Linked DNA regions of Sus scrofa: region 2 is linked to region 1. A link is a contact called in public Hi-C data. All regions are on one chromosome and are shown on one strand. The core of a region is the stretch at or near the end of the contact, and the rest is flanking DNA. Distances in the headings are between cores, read along the strand shown.

Region 1 (3,232 bases), core at 185-2,684:
TGCCGCGCCGGCTGCTCCGGCCCCTGCGGAGAAGACGCCAGTGAAAAAGAAGGCCCGCAAGTCTGCAGGTGCTGCGAAGCGCAAGGCGTCTGGACCTCCCGTGTCCGAGCTCATCACTAAGGCTGTCGCCGCCTCCAAGGAGCGCAGCGGCGTGTCCTTGGCTGCGCTCAAAAAGGCGCTGGCGGCCGCTGGCTACGATGTGGAGAAGAACAACAGCCGTATCAAGTTGGGTCTGAAGAGTTTGGTGAGCAAGGGCACCCTGGTGCAAACCAAGGGCACTGGCGCCTCCGGCTCTTTCAAGCTCAACAAGAAGGCGGCCACCGGGGAAGCGAAACCCAAAGCCAAGAAAACGGGCGCGGCTAAGCCCAAAAAGCCCGCGGGAGCGGCTAAGAAGCCCAAGAAGGCGACGGGGACGGCCACCCCGAAGAAGAGCGCCAAAAAGACTCCAAAGAAGGCGAAGAAGCCTGCCGCGGCTGCAGGAGCCAAAAAAGCAAAGAGCCCCAAAAAAGCGAGAGCCGCCAAGCCTAAGAAGGCGCCCAAGAGCCCAGCGAAGGCCAAAGCGGTGAAACCTAAGGCGGCTAAACCAAAGACCGCCAAGCCCAAGGCAGCCAAGCCAAAGAAGGCGGCAGCCAAGAAGAAATAGGAAGTCCCTTTGGCCAACGGCTTACAAGCTCTACACAACCCAAAGGCTCTTTTCAGAGCCACCCACAGATCTCCGGAAAAGAGCTGTTGCACACTCTTAAGGGGGCGTGGCTGGGAGGAAAAGGCTGCGAGTTAAAGGGCGGGCCTCCGGGGACGGGAGGTGGGTCTTCATAGCGATTCATTTAAAACCTGTGGGAGGTGTAGCGGGCCGGGTATTTTGTCTGTCCCGAGTTTGGTTGGGTAGAAGGCCCACATCTTGCACACGTTTGGGAGTCAGGACTGATTCCGTTCGTGTTGCCCTAGCGCTATCTTCTAAGTATCCATTGCACAAATGTTAAGGTTAACGAACGTGAACTTGAAGGTGACCCAGCTCACCTTCAAGTTGATGTATGTGGTGGCTGCAAATTATTAGCTGTCCCAGGCGCAGGATAAGGCGTTTGCCCACCAACTTCATCAGCAGGACACTTAGATGGCTGCTAGTTGCGTGCAAACCCAATGCACCGAGTTATTAAAACTAACCCGTTCTAGGCTAAGCAGCCTTCTCTTAGCGGTGAAATACAGAGTGCAACTACTTGAAAAAACTATTTATACTAGCTGTGAGTAGCCTAGTCCAAGCCCTCTGATTGGGTCGAAGCAAAGTAAGTTAACAGCCAATGGAAACGTAGACCTGCAAGTTTCATTTACATTCGTGTTTGTGACGCCACAATAAAATTAATCCAATCGTGAGCGAAACCTTACTAACCTCATTTGAATACCGCATCTATAAATAAATGTGGCCTCACCCTGACTGACTATTTTCCCAGGTGTTAGCCTTGCAGTTCTAACTTTTAACGCTGCTATGCCTGAACCCACCAAATCTGCTCCCGCCCCGAAGAAGGGGTCCAAGAAAGCGGTGACTAAGGCGCAGAAGAAGGATGGCAAGAAGCGCAAGCGCAGCCGCAAGGAGAGCTACTCCGTGTACGTGTACAAGGTGCTGAAGCAGGTCCACCCGGACACTGGCATCTCGTCCAAAGCCATGGGCATCATGAACTCCTTTGTCAACGACATCTTCGAGCGCATCGCGGGTGAGGCCTCGCGGCTGGCGCATTACAACAAGCGCTCGACCATCACGTCCCGGGAGATCCAGACGGCCGTGCGGCTGCTGCTGCCCGGGGAGCTGGCCAAGCACGCCGTGTCCGAGGGCACTAAGGCCGTCACCAAGTACACCAGCTCCAAATAAATTTGCCAAGTAAGCATCTTTACTGTTAACCCCAAAGGCTCTTTTAAGAGCCACGCATGCTCTCAGCAAATGAGTTGTAATTGTTTAATTCCAAAGACTACTTTTTGAGTTCCCCCAAATTTAAAGTTTCGTTGCCATGCTTTAGTGCTCCAATAACAGCTACTTAGGAAATACTTATGAAGAACCTACGCAATAACTATGTGCCATAGGTTGCGGGTTCACTGTGGGCAAGTACCGATGAATTATTTAATGTCACCTAACTAAATGTTAGTTTGCACTCAAAATGCCATTTCAAGGGTACACCTTTCCTTTCCGTGTGTAGGTCTCCAAGTTGATCCTGGCGTTGTTCCAGAACTTGCGGATGACAGATTACCCAGAGCAGGAAACAGCATGCTCTGACAACTTCATTCTGCACTTTTTCTATTCTATTTTTCTTTTTTCTTTTTCAAGCCATGTAGACATATCTGAAAAAAGGCTGAAGACAATGTGAGTTTTCACAGATATATTGCAAAGGCTTTACTGGTTTGCTTGCTTTGTAATTGGTGCAGTTCTGCTTGAGGTTCTGAGCAGCGGCAGGGGAGGTAAAGGAGAAGCCCAAACTATCCTAAAGGATCCGACGGAAGGGAAAAGGAAAGGGAAGCCGTCTTTGAAATCCCTTGAAATCCTCTCAGCTACTCTATCTTCTTTCCCAGAAAGTCCTAATTAATTCTTAGTCCTGGGGGCGGGGCAGCATTCAGCTTTAATATTCTCTGGGTCAAAAGAGAGAAGCCCAAACTCTCAATCGGTTAATGTGTCGGAATCAGGGCTTAAGCCCCCTTTTCAGCACCCTTACCGCTTTACCGAATGTCCCCGAGCATCAAGGGTAGAGAGGAAGTAGAAAGGGAAGGGCAGGCAGCCCCTTCTGGCAGCAGTTGGCTTTTGCTGCACTAAGTCGGATAGCCTTAAGTGTTTTCATTGCTGGGGAAGATAAAACCTCTGAAAGGAAGTGGGGGCGGGGGAGCCTGTGGCAGGAAGGAAAGGAATCGATAATCAGAGGTGGCCAAGAAAATTGCAAAGTAGATGAGGCTGGACTGGGAGTGAAGTGCTGATTGAGATGGAAAATCTCAATGGTAGGCAGTGGTATTGTAGGCTGAGAGAAGAATGAATTTAGAAACTCTAGGGTTCTCACATCTCCCAAACAGAGAGATTCATGGATCATGGGGATAGATTTTCCATAATAAGGCAATCTGGGTACTTGGATGGACAATTAAAATTTAGAAACGTATTTTTTAAAATTATAAAAACAACAAAGAGCCACTACAAAAGTAAGGAACTCTCAGACCCAGGGGTTTGGTCCATGTTGAAACCACAAGCGCCTCAGCTGGCGTCACC
Region 2 (3,375 bases), core at 351-2,850, 61 kb after region 1:
CCAAGGGTGATTTACACTTCTCACTATCCCTTAGCCTCAGGGTGGTAGCAACAATTATACAGATTTAGGCAGAATAATACGATGAATAATCCCCTGAAATAAGGACAGCATTAAATAAGCCAAAACAACAACAACAACAAAATCTAAGCTTTTCAAAGGCTTCGTAATATGCAAATTAGGATCTCAACCTCTAATTGGCGCAGTATTTTCTCTCCTGAAGTGTGTTCTGATTGGCTCCCAAATAGCCACTGCAAACCAATGGGAATGGAAATTTTAGAAACATCTAGAAACTAGAATAACCTCTTCCTCAAACTGCACTCTTTCCTAACGTGTCTCGACCTGGGAAACTAGGCAGCAAAGCGCGAGCAAAGGCCAAGACCCGCTCTTCGCAGGCCGGGCTCCAGTTCCTGGTGGGACGAGCGCACCGTCTGCTCAAGGGCAATTGCTCCGAGCGGGTCGGGGTCAGAGCGGCCGTGTACGTGCTGGTGCTACCGGAGGAGCAGACGGACGAGATCCTGGGGCAGGCGGGCCAAGGTGGCTAGCCAGAAGGCGCCGCATCGTCCCGCGCACCCTGCAGCAGGCCATCCCCAACGAGGAGGTCAATAACCTGAGCTGCGTGACCATGGCGCAAGGGCGGTGTCCAGCCCAACATCCAAACAACCAAAGTAGAACAAGAGTCACAAGGCCGATGGCAAGAAAAGGGTTGAGAACACTATCCCGGCGCTGAGTATCTTTAGGCTCTTTTCCGAGCCATTTAGCGCTCAAAAGTTCCGCGCGCGCCCCCTGGCGCATTAAGTCTCAGCCAATCACATAAAAGCGGCAAGTTTAAAAAAGAATTCACCGAAAAACATTAGGTCCAGCCCTTTTACCTGAAAGCAGTGGGTGGCTCTGAAAAGAGCCTTTAGGTTTGCAAAGCAGGAGGTCCCGCCACAATTTTACTTCTTCTTGGAGACGGCTTTCTTGGCCTTTGTAGCCTTGGGTTTTGCGGCTTTAGGCTTGGCTGCCTTGGGCTTGGGGGCTTTGGCCTTGGCCGGGCTCTTAGCAGCCTTTTTCGGCTTGGCTGCCTTCGCCTTCTTCGGGCTCTTGGCCACCTTCTTGGTGCCAGCTGCCGCTGCCGGCTTCTTGGCTTTCTTGGGGGTCTTCTTGGCGGTCTTCTTTGGGGTGGCTGCTCCGGTAGCCTTCTTGGGCTTCTTGGTTGCCCCAACAGACTTCTTAGGCTTAGCTGCTCCCGCTTTCTTAGCTTTGGGCTTGGCTTCCCCGGTGGCCGCCTTCTTGTTGAGTTTGAAGGAGCCCGAAGCGCCAGTGCCTTTAGTCTGCACCAGGGTGCCCTTGCTCACCAAGCTTTTAAGCCCCAGCTTGATTCGGCTGTTGTTCTTTTCCACATCGTAGCCGGCGGCAGCCAGCGCCTTCTTGAGCGCGGCCAGAGACACGCCGTTGCGCTCCTTGGAGGCGGCGACAGCCTTGGTGATGAGCTCGGACACCGGAGGCCCAGACGCTTTGCGTTTCCCAGCAGCTGCGCCCGTCTTCTTCGCCTTTTTCTTTACAGGTGTTTTCTCTGCAGGCGCGGGAGCAGCAGGAGCCACTGGAGCGGTCTCCGACATCTTTCTGACTATCCAGGAAAAGCAAAAAGTACGCTTAAACTATCAGAATGGCGTGTCCCAAGCGCCGCCGGCTGGGGGTTTATATAGAGAGTCGCTGAGTGATGATTGGTTGCCTGCTCGGTGCGCCGCACTGCTAAGAAGGGCTCCTCAGCTCTGCCGAGTGGCTGTGTTTTTTGCCCCTTAAAAAAGAAGAAAAATATAAGAAGTCTGGGCACGAAATAATTAGGGATTTGGGGGAAATTGATCCGACACGCTTCAGGCTTCATTCCTGCCTTATTTGCTGTACCTGGTTTCAAAACTGGCCCCCTGAAACTTTCCCGATTCCCCCAACTCTCTTTGAAACTTCAGTCAAATCGAGACAACTTTCAGATTTTCCTTAAAATTACTATTTCTCTCTGTTTCCTTTGCAAATCTTTCTTCCAGGGCCTTGTCATGCACATTGTTTTCTTTGCAACCCTATATAAATAAGCTCATTTTTACTCAAATATACAAGGAAAAACGGTTTTTCCGCGGGAGCAATAACACAGCTCTCCTGCAACTTGTTTGCACTAAGCCCTGGGAATTGGCACTGGGGTAGAAAATTCTACGTCCGAGATGGATAACTATTTTAGAAAAGATAGATTTTTTTTGAAAAAAGTATTTCAGTGATCAGTGTATAAACTAGTTTGGTCCCAGTATTTCAGTATTTGAAACATTTTAGGAAGGATGGGGTGTGAGGCTACTCCATTTGTGTTCTAGATAAACAGTTCCAAATCAAGTCACCAACCCTCTTTACAAATTAGTATGATGGATTTTTCAGACCTGGAATGTGCATTAAAGATCAATCATGCCATCTACAAAGACTAAAAGTGAATCATGAAGCAACAGAATAGAAATTCTACATCATTTTACCAGCTATGAGTTCAAGAACACTGTAAGATCACATGGGTTGGAATTGTAAAGTACTTATACATGCCCTGTCCATAGAATTTTTCTCTTCTAATATTTAGCATAGAATTGTGTACATATTTCCTATATTTCAAAATGTTATTTAAAATACAAATTTGACTTACTTTTTTCAATATTGCAAGGAGGGACAGAGAGATTCAGAAAGAAAAAAATTTAGATCACTTTCTGAATCTTTATAACTCTCCTTGGGGGTTTTACTAACAAAATATGAACCAGGCTGTCATAATCTAAATTAATTAGCTGGATATATTCACCTAAGCATTTGAGCAAACTTTTCATAACAAATATGACTGACTTTACTACTCTATCTCTTTGCAACACCCAGGACTAATGGAATAAGGAAAATATTGGACAATTAAGCATAAAATATCCTCCAAAGAATCAAATACTGAAATGAAACCTGATGTTTGTCAAAATAAATAAACAACAAAAGTATTTTGGTGCTATGTTTTTTCTAGTAAATACCTCTACGTCCAAAAATCTAGTTATTCTGGCCTATATTTAATGGTGATTTGATAATTTTCTCATACAATTCCGAGACAAGAATATTTACTGATGTCATCTCTCCGCATTTAACTAATTCCATAAAAATCACTTGGCTTGTTTTTAAATAGTCATTATTGGCTGGCACTGTCTCTGGGACTTGAGATCATGTTATAGACCAAATACACTCACTGCACATAAAGAGGAGAGCTTAGGAGTTCCCTGGTGGCTCCACAGGTGAGGGATCCGAAATTATCACTGCAGCATGGCCTGGCCCTGGAAATTTTTCATGCTGCAAATGTGGCCAAAAAAAGGTGGGGAGGAGCTTATAGGATTGGATCTA

The links. A called contact is a pair of places that touch in the nucleus more often than the background predicts.
Region 2: a contact with region 1 is called in a Hi-C map of fetal liver, with 1.7 times the contacts expected there. The contact joins the promoter of LOC595122 here to the promoter of HIST1H2BD in region 1. A contact is called at or near these places in 3 of 5 promoter capture datasets (fetal liver, fetal skeletal muscle and liver), 9 of 47 Hi-C or Micro-C datasets (blood, embryonic fibroblasts, epiblast stem cells and 4 more) and 2 of 2 datasets of contacts at active chromatin or transcription factors (alveolar macrophages and skeletal muscle).

What each region holds. Positions count from the first base shown.
Region 1 is chr7:20,819,656-20,822,887 of Sscrofa11.1, forward strand. It overlaps HIST1H2BD (histone cluster 1, H2bd), which reads left to right and starts at 1,435. Exons shown (of 2, transcript NM_001243656.1): 1 at 1,435-1,870. The coding sequence starts at 1,481. The coding sequence ends at 1,861.
Region 2 is chr7:20,880,707-20,884,081 of Sscrofa11.1, forward strand. LOC595122 (histone H1.3-like protein) reads right to left here and starts at 1,601. Exons shown (of 1, transcript NM_001031792.2): 1 at 936-1,601. The coding sequence starts at 1,601. The coding sequence ends at 936.